Regions from separate parts of the Zea mays genome. Here regions 1 and 3 are each linked to region 2. Evidence: chromatin contacts called from public Hi-C data. All regions are on one chromosome and are shown on one strand. The core of a region is the stretch at or near the end of the contact, and the rest is flanking DNA. Distances in the headings are between cores, read along the strand shown.

Region 1 (4,906 bases), core at 453-2,952, 220 kb before region 2:
CATATTCACCGTTGCTAGAGTTTGAATTAAAAAACATGAGAACATGCTATTGGTATCTGAGCAAATAAATAGTATTGGTCATTGTTTCGCGAATACTTCAACATGTGCCAGGAGACAGGTAACACTGCACAACGGGAAAATGCACAATGCTGTTTAATACTGGCCAATTCGCTTATATGCTTCCTCTTGACAAATGACCAGACTGCACGGTCACTCTTTATTAGGTAAAGAAGCAACACTTTTTGTGCAGAGAACATCAAGCTTCCTAAAATCTAATCATAATTCCTCAGAACAAAGTATTCTAGAGTACAAATTTGCAACAACAAAAAAACAACTATGATATCTTGGTCATCATGTTTACTAAAATTCAGAAATAATATCAAAAGTAGAATGTTAGCTAAGCAGACATCACACTCTAAAGAACCAAAATCAAATGAAAAGAAGACTATCCAAGAGAACTGAATTCTGGGTAATTCTACAAGGACACAGAAGCTCAAATGATTGGACCATTGCAGAGTCAATGCACCCAGTCATGATAATAAATGTACCTTCAAAGTACATGTAGACACCATCCTTTCGGCGCCATGGCTTGCGCTGCCTCACAATGACAGCTGGCATCACCTTCTTCCTAAGGTCAGGCTTTCCCTTCTTCACAGTTGCCATAACCATGTCACCAACACAGGCAGAAGGAAGCCTGTTAAGGCGCCCCTTGATTCCCTTCACAGAAATGATGTAAAGGTTCTTGGCTCCAGTGTTATCAGCACAGTTCACAGTGGCTGCCACTGGTAGACCCAGTGACATCCGGAACTTGTTACCAGCAGAACCTCCACGTCCTGCAGTTCAAAACATATTTAGACCACATAACTACAATGCACCAGTATGAAGCCCAAAGTTTGTTTAAAGAAAGCTTTCAACTAATTGTCAAGTAATAGAGGAACCTAAGTCAGAGTAAATGATAAAATACAGAAACACCTAGTATAGATTGAGAAACATGGCATGATGTGCTTCAATAAGATCAAATTTGCTAAACGACGCTGCCACCAGTCATCTAAATAGCATCATCTTTCAATCTCAAAGTGGATCTGACTACTAAGTAAGGACAAGCATATAGATGCCATCCCAAATAAACTAACATCTCAAACACACTCAATGTCTAACCTCGAATCTAACTACGTATCAAGCTCATGACCGTGGCATCAAAATTCAGAATAGTTCGTTTAGAAAGTTCACTAATCCCGAACCCATCAGCTGTGACATCAGATGGTCTACTCGTTTACGATGGATTCCAGATAATGCAAGGACTTACGCATCAGAAACGAAAATTTTCAACTTATAACCTGAACGATAAACTATAACAGAACAAGCGGCAAACCATGCACGAGAAGATCGAGTGGGAAGGGAGCATTGGATTTACCTCGCTTCGACATCTTGGAAGCGGAGAGGAGCGGCGGAGTGGCGGCGGCGCGGGGTGGACAGGTTGGCTCGTTTATACGGTGCCAAGGTTAGGGTTTTGCGGCTATTATTCGAGTACCCCTTGTAACAATTTCAGCTGAATTTTCAGGTCCTCAGGCTAGTATGTAGTGCGAGGTGCGCGAACCATAGAACCGAGTGAGTGATAGAAAAAATAAAATGCATAAGTATAGGGTTCTGGGTGCAAAGTAAAAAGTTCGGGATTTCTTGCGCGTTAGTCCCTTCGGAAGTCAGGATCGTGAGAAGGAGGCTCGGGAAATGGGGTGGGCGCACCCGGCGGTGACCATGGAGGAGGTGCTCCGTCTGGTGCGGGGTTTCGTCGACGTCCTTGTCCTTGCCGGCGGCCGCACCTCGTCCGGCGCCGCTGCTACTTGGAGCGCCGACGAGATCAAGAAGGCCCTCCGGTGGGCGCTCTTCTTCGAGGAGGTCAGTGGCGATCCCTCTCGCCTCCTGCCCTTCGACTTCATAACGTCTTCTCCGTTCCGCTTTCTTATGCTAGAAGTCTGCAGAATTTCTTGTGTCAGTGAGTGCGTCCGAGATATGTCTCCTGAGTTGCTCCATTGTGCTTGCATTGTGTTCAGATTTTCAAGGACCTGCTCGACTCGGGCCAGTACGAGGATTCTGCAAGAGAACTCGATGCGGCACTCCTTGAGCTCACTTCAAGTCCCGAGTTCCCTAAGGTGCTTCTCCATAGCTTGTATGGTGTCTGCGGTTATTCTGGGGGGTTTTACATGTAGTGAGTTCTGTTACATGTGCAGGGTCTTGCTGCTGTACGTTCAGATTTGCTATCCATGGCAAGGGTGTTGGTTATGCGACATTTTCTGAAACCAAACACAATGAGCGTGGAAAACTTTTGTGCTCTTCTTGAAGCGGTTGCTGGCATGGATATTGATGGCATTTGTGCTAGTGGTGCGCACAACGCATGCCAAGAGTATGCTGAGTCAATATTGAATATGAATACATCATGTTTTGCGCAGACCATGAATGCTTGTGATGGTGGACTTCCCACTAGTTCTTATGATCTGCGGGCTGAATCCACGGGCCATTCATGGATTATAGTTAAAGAATTTCAGAAGACGCTGGATTCGGCATCGTGTGGACGGTTGGCTGATAGAGGACTGGAAACGTTTTTGAACAGTGTGAAAAGGAACATCTTGGAAAATGGTAGTAATAAGCCTTGTGTCCCAGCAATTCCGAAGTAAGCATTCACCTTTGATATATTGCCTTCGGTTATCAAAATCCACATTTATGTGTCCTTTGTTTTACATGATACCATGCCCAGTCTGAACTCACTCAATGCTATTACAACACAGAACATCGCAAATGATCGACGAGTTTCTAATGTGGAAGCAATGGAGAGCAAAGTGTTTGTCATATTTGCTTGATCAACGGACCATTCGAGTTCTGTCTGGAGCTAGTTTGATTTTTAAAGCTCCTAAAGAGCAGTGGATGAAAGTGTTTGAGCCCTTAAAAAGTATAGAAGAAACATGTCATAGTGGTCTTGTTGAAACCATGGTAACTGCTCACCTTTTAGCCTTCAACTGTATACACTTCTAGTATATAAACTTTCTACATTGTCACATCAACATGTATGCGTTATCTTTGTAGGAGCTATGCTTGCTGGGTTCGATTACAAGGCGATGGAACACATTGATAGAGGGCTTCATGTCACACACTTTCTGTTCCATTCCTATATCCAAGAAGCACGCTGATCTGCACCAGTGCCTTCACAGAACCTTTCAGGACAAATTCCAAGACGAATATCTTAATTTGGAGGTTTTTCATATTTTGGTCTTATATCATGTTCATAGTTTGCGAAGTATTCTGTACGTTAGAAACTTTAACTCGGTGTGAAATTTTTGAAATGTGGGGATTGTACCCCTCTCAACCAAGTAGGTATCCGTACATCTTAACTCTTAAGAATAAATTCAGGAAGGTTTTCACCTAAATACTGAACACTGATTGTGTCTTCGTGCAAACTATCAATGGTGTTTCTGTGAATCCTCAATGTACTTATGTAACTAAAATATATCGAGGGCCTACGATCAAACTTCTCTGCCAGAACTTGTAATGGGCTGTATACCAAATCAGGTCTTCGGTGCACTTGCTGTAACTGTGTTTACACATGTGAGTATGTGACAGGAAACTGACACAAAACTATTTTTTGTTGAAAGCTGCTAATGCTCAGTCCTTAGTCTACATTCAAAAATGGTAAATAACATTATTAAAACCAATTACTTGTCATACTACCTTGGTCTAGTTTGATTTACAAGTGATGCTCGACCAATTTAAACAATACTTGAGTCAGTGAACTGTAAGTTCCAAAGAAAATTTCGTAGATTAAAGGTCCAACATAGTGTCTACTGTCTATTTTTTATCAGTAAGCGGTCCAAAACCTACCAGGATTCATGGGCCAGTGGAAGGCTCCTACTTGATTAGATATATTATAAACGAATTAATGATTTCAGAAAATAAATATTAGCATAGAAAGGTTAGGAACTTGCATGATAGTTCTAAGTAGTAATGATTAGCATGCCTTTCAGAGACCTCTCAGGAAATAAATTGCATAACGGACCTGTCACAACTCACAATAACAATTGTTAGCAAGACGGCATATATTTTAGAATCTTGGTATCTACGATGTTTCGTTTTCTCACACCTCACGAAATAATGTATCTTCATCTAAAGCTTCGAACTACAGGAAAAGGATATTCTTGACTATGCAAGACAGACATTAGAGAGGAAACCATCCGTACTATGGCTTCTACCTCCAGTTCTTACCGCCGCAGCAATTCCACCGCAGTGAGCTGACCTTTTACCTTATTATGGGATGGATTTTTATCATTATGGCGATTTAATGTTTGCAACTGATCGTATAGGTCAAGCTTGTTCCAGATATACCTAGCTCAAATCGATAAGCAAATTCATGAAGCTGCTCCTGCAGATCGGTATGATGTTAAAAAAAGTTGTTAGTACGAGGTATGTCACATTTCAAATTCCTGTGTTAGTTCTTATATGTGTTAATGTTTTCTGCTTTTCAGAAAGTGTAGTTGCAGAGGAGATGAAATAGATCGGCATGTTAACTGTAAGTTAGTTCATGATTGCAGCTGCTCCCTTGCTCAGATTTGAAATGAGATAAGCACCCAAGTGCTCAAAATTCTTCAGCTAAACCTTGTTTTTTTTCTTCCTTCCAGGTGAGATTACTGAAAGGATTCAATGTCTATATGCATTCCTTATTCAGCAACTTTCATATAACGGTTCCACAAGATTACACTGAATGTTAGCAGTGTGCACTGTATGACGTTTCACTTTTAATTGAGTGACTGGCCGACTATGCATGGCTTCCTTGGCCATATTACTTTTCATTTAACGTTTGTCACTGGTGGGGGGTGCGTACATCTTTGACTTTGTACTCTTCTTATTTAATGAAATGAAA
Region 2 (4,643 bases), core at 1,537-4,036:
CGTGAAGTATGTTTTTATAGTATTTACAGTCATACTTATGGCTGACAATGGGCCTCAAATTTTACACTATAAAACTTAAGGGTCGAATCGGATTAGGATCGGGCTTTATTTTTATTCATTTTTGAACTATAAATAAGTTAGGGCCCTATCAAATTGTGAAGAGTCATTTGGATCGCGATCCATTACCACCCCTAGTCATACTTGTTGCTATAAACAGGCAACTGAGCACATTCGCCAGATTCTGACAGGCGAAGACGAACTAGCTAGGCGGAAGCGGAAGACGACAGGATTAGACGGCAAAGGCGATCCCGACCCGAGCCGGGTTTCCGTTCCCAACTTGGGCGAAGAACCCCTCCCGAAATCGTCCCAGGATACACGTCGCGATGCTACAGATTCGGCCCATCCTCTCACTGGGCCCGTTTAATAAGCGAAGTACTTACGAAAGCCCATAGGGCGAACGGGGAGCATGGGACCGGGACACGCACAGCACACCAGCGGACGCGGGCTCTGCTATGGCCTATGGCTAGAATAATCGATACCGTCCTTTGAGTGGTCAGTCTACGTATCTGCGTTGCCAAACCCATCCTTCTGTTCGCCGCCCCGGCAGGAAAGGTCGCCGCCGTCGACGCAAATTTTATCGCTCTCAACCGTGGATTTCTCTATTTTACCACCAGTCACACAAATCATAGACATAAATGGTCTCACAAGTTATAGATAGAGGGTTGCTATATAATAGCAGAGAGCCCACGTTAGAAAGGCTAAAATAACAATTTTTTCGCCGTCCACCGAGGACCAACATTCTGCAGCCAGGGCAGCGTAACGACACAGCGCTTTGCCTTTGAGGGCCATCAGGCGACAGACAAATGATGGTAAAGATAAATTGTCCCCCTCGCAATTTATTAGTTAAGGCTCAAATAAAATTAGTTAAGGCAGCGTAACGACACAGCGCTATGCCTTTGGGAGGGATACATAGGTGGTAATAGATCACGGTCCAAGTGTTTTTTTTTCACAGTTTATTTAAGTGTTTAACTAATTTTATTTTAAAGACAATAAGAAATAGAGCCATATCGACGCCATCATTTCATCGGATCCCATAGACGAGACGACGTAGCATGAGCACGCGCGATACATAGGCTCTATTTGGGACAGCTGCTGCTTGTTGAAAAAGCAGCTTATCTGATAAGCTGGTAAAAAGCAGCTTCTGCTTGTTGGCTGCTTTTAGTTTATTTTGAGAAACAGCTGAACTGATAAGCTGCTGCAGAAACTGCCTGTTTGGCAGGACTTTAGCTTAAATTTGTGAAGAAGCTGAAAATAAGCTGTGCCAAACAGGGCCATACAATACAGCTGGAGCTAGCTCTGTCTCTCTGGCGCGGTGCGGAGACGTGAAGCTGACTGACGGGCAACGGATGCAATGGCTACTGTATATAGTATATTTGAGCATCGCATTTGCTGTAGTAGCCGACAGGCGCGTACAGTCACGGCGCCAGTCAAATCAGTTGCGAGCGAGCTGCCAGTCGGCCATGCCCCTGCAAATTGCAATGCATACCTGCCTGTCCGGCCGCTGTCACGCGTGGAGCTGCACTGCACTGCAGGGGCCGTCAGGTCAGGTGATGCGAGCGAGACCAAGCAGAAGCAGACACGACGCGTGCTATGCTATGCCTATGCTATGGTATTGTACGTACAAGCTAGCAATCAGGGTGTGTCATGTGTGTGTGTGTGGCTGGTCCAGCACAAGGCAGAATTATTATCAGTACGAGCACGAGCAGGGAACGAACAAGGCCGCTCCCGCTTGTAAAAATCTGCTTCCGGTTTGAGATGATGACCATATGGACGAGATTTGAGTTGAGCACAGCAGCAATAGCGGAAGTTTATCAAGTAGTAGTAACGCGCGCGTTCGATGCTCATCTTTTTGTACATCCATTTTCATCATCTCTGATAAAGAAGAAAGAGAGGAGAGGCGGAGAAGAATTAAGAAGACAGAAGATATAAGCAAAAAGAACAAGCTGACACGAGACGCCTAGCTACACGGCCGAGCGACCACCAGGAGGAACAGGAGCTGGGCTTCGAGCCTTCGACCATCACCGCTCGCCGGAACGAAAACGGACGGCGGGCGGGGCTCACGTCACGGATCTACCACCTACCTCTCTCTGGCCTCCGCCTACCGATTGGAGTCCGGGTTGGGGCCGCTGGGGACCTCGTGCTTGCCGTCCCGGAGCCCCTGCCCCGCGGAGTTCCACCTCCCGCGCGGCCGGGGCCGCCACGCCGCCGCGGCTGCCGGGCGCGGGAGGTCGCGGCGGCCCCACGGAGAAGACGCGGCGTGGAGCTCCTCCGTCTCGTCGCTGTCGTCCCCGTGCTGCCGAGCCGCCGGCGCGAGCAGCACGAGCACGGCGCAGAGGAAGGCGCACAGCAGGAGTAGGGCGAGGAGGAGCGGCGGCGGCGCGGCGGCGCGCGGCCCAGCTGTGGCGGCGCATTGAGCTCCTGCCATGAGCAGCGGGGGAGGAGCCGCGGGCGGGCGTCTTCAGTGGCTGCAGCAAGAGCCGCGGCCAACGCCCATGGGCCGAGCGAGAGTGCGGGTGCGGGAGAGAGCAGGGCAGCCAAGCAAGCAAGCCAGCTAGTAGAGCTGTGTGGGTGTTGGGTTGGGTATTCGTGGGAGGTGGGTGAGGTGAGGTGACCTCGTTTCACTTCACGCCGCTGCACTCCACTCGACACACACACAGTGACTGACTGTTAATGTCCCCGTGCCCGGTGATATTTGTGAGCAGGGAGGGGGGAGAGGCCCGGCCGGGACAGTCAAGCAAATAGAATGGCGACATATATTGAAAAGGACGTGAAAAAAAAAACCTTCTCTATCGTTCTGTTCTATGATAGTACTATACGAGCTACTGTAGAGGCTAGAGCATGCATGTATAAACAACGATCTTTGGAAAGGCTCGAGGAAGGATGGCAAGGAAGAAAGCTAACTAAGAGGCCGGGCAGACAGGCTTTTCCATGTCCATGGACAAGCACAGGCTGCCTCGTCGTGTCCCCAACGTGGCCAGTCGTCCCTTCACTTCACTTACCTCGTAGACTTTGCTTGGACAGTTCAATTTCAAGCACTCAAACTCCATTAGGAATATTAAACGCAGCACCAGACGGGGAAGAAGGAGCCAAGATAGGGGTGGTAATGGATCGTGATCCAAATGGTTCTTCACAAAATGTCAAGGCCCTAAATAAATTATAGTTCAAAAATGACTAGAAATAGAGCCTGATCCTAACCCGATTCGATCCTTAAATCTTATAGTGTAAAATTTATAGCCCATTATCAGCCCTAGCTACAGATGAATCAGCCTTTTGATCTGAGCAAGCCACCGGCCGAGCTAGGAACGAAGATGAATGTGGATGGCATCAATTTCGTGTTAATTAATTAATGTCGACGAAAGAAACTGTGTAACAACAAGAACTCCGTAGGTACTACAGTCCATTTTTGCTAAAGTAGCACTAGGAACTAGGTAGGAAGTAGGGCACCCACATCCCTGAGTTGTGGTTGTGGTCTAGTTTTGCCACTGGCTGGTTATGTATGTGTCCACGTTTGACGCTGCGAAGGAAAGGTCTCGGTCTCGGTCTCGCCGCCCGACTTTTCGAAGCGCCCGGGCGCGGCCATGAGCACGCAGCAAAGTATAGACTGCCAGAACAACTAAATTGAACAGCGCAATGAGCGATGCATGCATATATATATATATATAATTTTGACAGAGAAAACACATGCTGCAGTTGTATATGAAACTAGTTGGCATGGAGTAACGAGAAGACCAAGAACCCGGCCGTGATGAACCTGAACACCGGTTTCAGCCGGGCTTTACGGGGGGGCATCATCAGCACTCAGCAGCAGTCAAGGGCGCCTTGTTCTTGGAGCTCCAGTCCAGTGCCCTTTTTTTTGCTCTTTCCTTTCTGGACACTGCAGCTAGCCTGCAGTGTTGGCTCAGTCAGGGCTAGCTAGCTTTTGTGCGTGATACGCGCCTGCGCCGCGGCCGGCCCTTTCCACGAAAGAGCAGAAACACGCGCGTATGTTCAGTGCTGAGTGGATGCTATTCTTATTTCTTTTTGCAAAACACAGCAGTTATATATTAGTCCTATATATACACGTACTCCAATGTCTAATCCATTCCAATGTGTACAGGATTCCCAGTCCCATGTTTTTTACTTGGTGTTTTTATTTTATTTTATTTTGTTTTGTTTCACTATGAACCGTATACCAAATTAAGAACTGAGAGCGAATGTTTCGTTTGTCGCAAGTGTTACGCACGCCCTAGATACACATCATTAGCGTCGACGTCCATGCAAATTAACGGGCTGCCTTTTTCCAGCAGCGGCATGCAGCCTGTAGCCGTGCTATATATGTTAATAGTATTATTATCGACTAACCGTACCCTCTGGTGTTGGAGCAGCAGTAGCGATGATGACGATGGAACAAGCCATGGAATGGGAGAGAGAGGTCCATGCATGCATGATTCGGATACCCCGGCGGATCCAGGATTGATTTAAGAGGGGGGCTATTAAGCTAAGACTACAAAAAATTTTAAACCAAACAGAAAAAATATAATTGAAGATTAATATGATATAAGAAGTAAGATATAATTTATAATTTAAATATTCAAGAAATTTAC
Region 3 (4,770 bases), core at 1,837-4,336, 140 kb before region 2:
TCCTCTCTTGTACGATGCGCTTCACCATGAAATATCCACCGAGTATAGCCCGACGTAAATCCATTCTTCCAAATATGTTCTACCATGGCCTTCTTTGGTTTTCTTTTCCGGTTGTCACATTTGCTGCACGGGCATGGGACTAGACTCGCTCCTTTAGCAGCTTTGCCATATGCCCGTTCCACGAAATCATCGGTCTTTCTAATCCATTCAGTGGTGACATCGTTCCTTCCTCTACGACCCGTGTACATCCACTCACGGTCCTCCATCCTCTAACAGAAGCCTAGCAACAGAAAATTTCGGCAGCACCTCCCCTGCACGGGGAGGTTTCAAAATCCTGCAAATAAAACTATCAGCACGATGGCTGACATCCACGCATAATTCAACGGCACGATGGCCGGCAATCAACAATACTACATATTAACCTAATCATACACGTATATAATTAACTCAATATTAAAACTAATCATTTCATATAAATCATACACGTATAACATAAATCAAGCAATCACCTTGGAGGTTTCGTCGCGGGCGAGGCGACGGGGCGCGGGCGAGGCGCCGGGCGGGCGAGGGCACGACAAGGAGCGCGGCGGGGGCGGTGGGCGGGGGCACGGCGGGGGAACGGCGGGGGCGGTGGGCGGGGGCACGGCGAGGAGCGCGGCGGGGGCACGGGCGAGGGCGAGGGGCTAGGCGAGGGGCACGACGGGCGAGGGCGAGAGCACGGCAAGCGAGGGGCACGGCACGGCGAGCGCGGGCACTACACGGCGAGCGCGGGCACAGCACGACGAGCGCGAGGGCACGGCGGCGCGGGCGCGGGCGCACGGCGGCGGCGCAGCGCGGGCGCGAGGGAGGGCACGGCGGCGGCGGCGAGGGCGCGGCGGCGGCGGTTGAGTGAGTGAGTGAGAGAGAGAGTGAGGAAGAAGCGCTCGGCCGTTGGTATGTAGGGCGCTTTGCCGAGTGCCCGTGATCTAGCACTCGGCAAAGGTTTTTTTTAATTTTAAAATACACTTTGCCGAGTGCCAGATCGCTGGCACTCGGCAAAGCTGTCTTTGCCGAGTGTCGCCAAGGGGACACTCGGCAAAGACTCTTTCCCTATTCTTTGCCGAGTGCCACGCAGTTGGCACTCGGCAAAGCTGTCTTTGCCGAGTGTCTTAATTAGACACTCGACAAAGTATATTTTTATTTTTTTTATTTTGTCTCCTAAACTTTTTGTGGTATGTTCCTACACTATGTAGACCTACATGTATCATTTGTGGACAATTATAACAAAGTTTTCAATCGTTAGTAGATTTAGTTCTTTTATTTGAAATTCTTCGGAAAATTCAGATTTGAACTGCAGGTCACTCGAAACTTGGAAACCCGTACATGAAAAAATGATATTCATGTTACTTAGCATAAGTTACGACCGATTCCAGAAGCGTACCGGAAACTTCGAGCAACATGCTCACTAAACATGGCCGTAAACTTGGCATCCACATGTTTAAAAATTGTATAAAACACAAACAAAGTCAGAAAACCATGAAACTTGTCCACGTGTCATGATAGCATATGTACAGGCTGTGATAAAAATTTTAGAATGTTTGGAAAAAGTTGTGAGACACTATGTGTAGAAACCTAGAGGACTACACATGAAATCATAGAGTTTCAATGTGGATCTTCTAGGTTTCTACACATAGTGTCTCACAACTTTCTCCAAACATTCTAAAATTTTTATCACAGCCTGTACATAAGATATCATGACACGTGGACAAGTTTCATGATTTTCTGACTTTGTTTGTGTTTTATACAATTTTTAAACATGTGGATGCCAAGTTCACGGCCATGTTTAGTGAGCATGTTTCTCGAAGTTTCTGGTACGCTTCTGGAATCGGTCGTAACTTATGCTAAGTAACATGAATATCATTTTTTCATGCACGGTTTTCCAAGTTTCGAGTGACCTGCAGTTCAAATTTGAATTTTCCGAAGAATTTGAAATAAACGAACTAAATCTACTAACGATTGAAAACTCTGTTATAATTGTCCACAAATGATACATGTAGGTCTACATAGTGTAGGAACATACCACAAAAAGTTTGGGAGACAAAATAAAAAAAATAAAAATATACTTTGCCGAGTGTTTAGGGATGACACTCGGCAAAGCCTCCTTTGCCGAGTGTCAACCGTTGGCTCTCGGCAAAGACTGACGGACGTCAACTTTTGGACGGCCGCTGACGGCCCTTTACCGAGAGCCTCCTTTGCCGAGTGTTTGACACTCGGCAAATGTGTCTTTGCCGAGTGGGGTCCGGTGCCGAGTGTCCAGCACTCGGTAAAGAGTCTCTTTACCGAGAGCCTAACTTTACCGAGGGCGGCGCTCGGCAAAGCCGTCTTTGCCGAGTGCCCGACAAAAGACACTCGGTAAAGAGGCCAACACTCGGCAAAGACTCGGATTCTGGTAGTGATTCTCTAATGGAGAAATTCTCCGCGAGGAATCAGGATCAGGCTCATTGCCATCTCTAGCTGCGATTGGCATCTGGCGGTTGGTTGCGAAGTCGCGTCTTGTTCCTGCACAGTCGCAGTGTGTTTGATCTGCTTGAAGATGTGATCCGACCGCTGCAATGCGTACCTCCCAATCGCAAATTTTGATTCGCGATGATTGTGGAAGGATGTGTCTATTTAGAAGAAAAAAAGAGGATAATTGTGCTGACATGTGATACAGTTGTTCAGACCCAATTGCGAGGTGGTGTGAACAGTGTCGTGGAGTCCAGCCATCCTAGTTACAGTGTTTTACTCTCACAAGTCACAACGGATGCAGACGCAGCCGAATACGGATGTTTGCATTGCACAATGAACATGATTTTCTTTTAAAAAATCTCGTAGTGCAGACATATGTTTTGTTTCAATATGGATAAATAACTGTTTGTTTTCTTGCACGATGAACAAGAGCGGCGTCGAGCGTTTTTCTTTCCTCCTCGTCGGCGCCGCCTTGCACTTCCACGCCTAATCAATGCAGCCGTAGCCGCCACTGCGCCCAAAGTCAGAGCCAGCCGCTCATCGTCTCTTAAGAGCTAGGGGTACTCTCCTAGCCAAACACATTTCTTGAGTAGCTCTAACTTTATGTGAAGCTTACTTGAGCTGAATTGTAGAAGTGAAACATAAATTTATGGAGTTGGAGTTGGACCTATGTCAACCAGGGCCTGATGATAGTACTATATATATGTAAACACCCACAAGCTAAACACCTCAGCAAAGAAGAAGAATGGCGTTGCTCGGCGAGTACAGCAGTCAGGAGCTCCTCCAGGGTCAGCTCCAGCTCTGGCACCAGTCCCTGGGCTTCTTCAAGTCCCTCGCGCTCGCGGTCGCCATGGACCTCCGCATCGCCGACGCCATCCACCGCCTCGGTGGCGCCGCCACCCTTCCCCAGATACTCGCGGAGGCCGGGATCAAGATCGACCCGTGCAACAACAAGCTCCGCGACCTGCGCCGCGTCATGCGCGCGCTCACCGTGTCGGGCATCTTCACCGTCGTCCAGCGACCAGCGTCGTCGTCAGATGGAGGCGGCAGGCGTGGCGCAGAAGCGGAAGGTCCGGTCTACAAGCTGACGGCGGCCTCCCGCCTCCTCGTCGTCGGAGAGAAGGAGAGCTCGACGACGGCGACGACGAGGCAGCTGCCTCCTCCTCCTTCTCTGACCGTTTATGTGCAGCTCTTACTCGAAACCTGCCGAGGATCCGCGTTCAGCAGGGCCGTGCGCGAGTGGTTCCAGTTCCAGCAGCCGCCGCAGGATGATGGGCAGCACCAGCAGCCGGCTGGCCGCCTGTCGTCCCCGTTCGCCCTGGCGTGCGGCGGGCAGACGATCTGGGAGCGAGCCGAGCGCGACGCCCACGCGTTCCCGTTCGACGACGCCATGGCCTCGGACACCGCCTTCCTCATGCCGATCGTGCTGAGGGAGTGCGGCGACGAGGTGTTCGGCCGTGGCCTGACCTCCCTCGTCGACGTCGCCGGCGGCCTCGGCGGGGCTGCCGCCACCATCGCGGCGGCCTTCCCGGACCTCAGCTGCACCGTCCTGGACCTCCCGCATGTCGTCGCAAAGGCAGCTGCCGGCACCACCGACAGCAACGTCCAGTACGTTGCCGGTGACATGTTTCAATGCATCCCACCGGCGGACGCGGTGTTGCTCAAGGTACGTGTACGTCCGGTCCGATTCGATCCATCGCCGGATCCAGCTCGCGACGACATTATTCTATCACTATATAATATTGCTGTCCTGTCACCGTCCAGTGGATTCTTCACGACTGGAGCGACGACGAGTGTGTGAGGATACTGAAGAACTGCAAGCAAGCCATACCCCCACGAGCGGCGGGAGGGAAGGTGATAATCATAGACATGGTGGTGGCCGGACCAGGATCAGGATCCGCGGACGATGAGCCGTCGGAGTCGGACTTGAGGCACGTAGAGACGCAGATCTTGTTTGACCTCTTGATGATGTGCGTCAACGGAGTGGAGCGAGACGAGCAGGAGTGGAAGAAGATCTTCTCCGAGGCTGGGTTTCAGGACTACAGGATTATGCCGCTTCTGGGCGTTCGATCCATCATCGAGCTCTATCCTAATTAAAATTAGTATACTGAATTGAAAGCTAAGCTCGCCACTCGCGACAAGCTTGTTGTGGTTGTGGCTGGGCGTGTGGTGGTGATCGAACGTGTGTTTGCCATGCTCAGGGATCCATGCATGCTATATGTACTCCCTCCGTTTCTTTTTATTTGTCGCTGGATAGTTCAATTTTGTACTATTTAGCGACAA

Evidence for each region. A called contact is a pair of places that touch in the nucleus more often than the background predicts.
Region 1: a Hi-C map of ear shows a contact between it and region 2, with 2.1 times the contacts expected there. The contact joins the promoter of LOC100276492 here to the promoter of LOC103654128 in region 2. A contact is called at or near these places in 2 of 25 Hi-C or Micro-C datasets (ear and tassel).
Region 3: a Hi-C map of leaf shows a contact between it and region 2, with 2.6 times the contacts expected there. The contact joins the promoter of LOC100191720 here to the promoter of LOC103654128 in region 2. A contact is called at or near these places in 6 of 25 Hi-C or Micro-C datasets (endosperm and leaf).

The regions. Positions count from the first base shown.
Region 1 is chr4:176,844,772-176,849,677 of Zm-B73-REFERENCE-NAM-5.0, forward strand. LOC100276492 reads left to right here and starts at 1,703. Exons shown (of 9, transcript NM_001374061.1): 1 at 1,703-1,896; 2 at 2,052-2,150; 3 at 2,229-2,668; 4 at 2,784-2,985; 5 at 3,079-3,246; 6 at 4,172-4,272; 7 at 4,350-4,418; 8 at 4,512-4,555; 9 at 4,665-4,906. The coding sequence starts at 1,729. The coding sequence ends at 4,747. LOC100303995 (60S ribosomal protein L23) reads right to left here and starts at 1,460. Exons shown (of 4, transcript NM_001414267.1): 1 at 1,415-1,460; 2 at 549-833. The coding sequence starts at 1,427. LOC111591458 (small nucleolar RNA snoR137) reads right to left here and starts at 237; the gene lies at 101-237.
Region 2 is chr4:177,062,369-177,067,011 of Zm-B73-REFERENCE-NAM-5.0, forward strand. It overlaps LOC103654128, which reads right to left and starts at 2,787. Exons shown (of 1, transcript XM_020551909.2): 1 at 1,843-2,787. The coding sequence starts at 2,485. The coding sequence ends at 2,159.
Region 3 is chr4:176,923,957-176,928,726 of Zm-B73-REFERENCE-NAM-5.0, forward strand. LOC100191720 (5-pentadecatrienyl resorcinol O-methyltransferase) reads left to right here and starts at 3,087. Exons shown (of 2, transcript NM_001137149.1): 1 at 3,087-4,153; 2 at 4,252-4,680. The coding sequence starts at 3,233. The coding sequence ends at 4,584.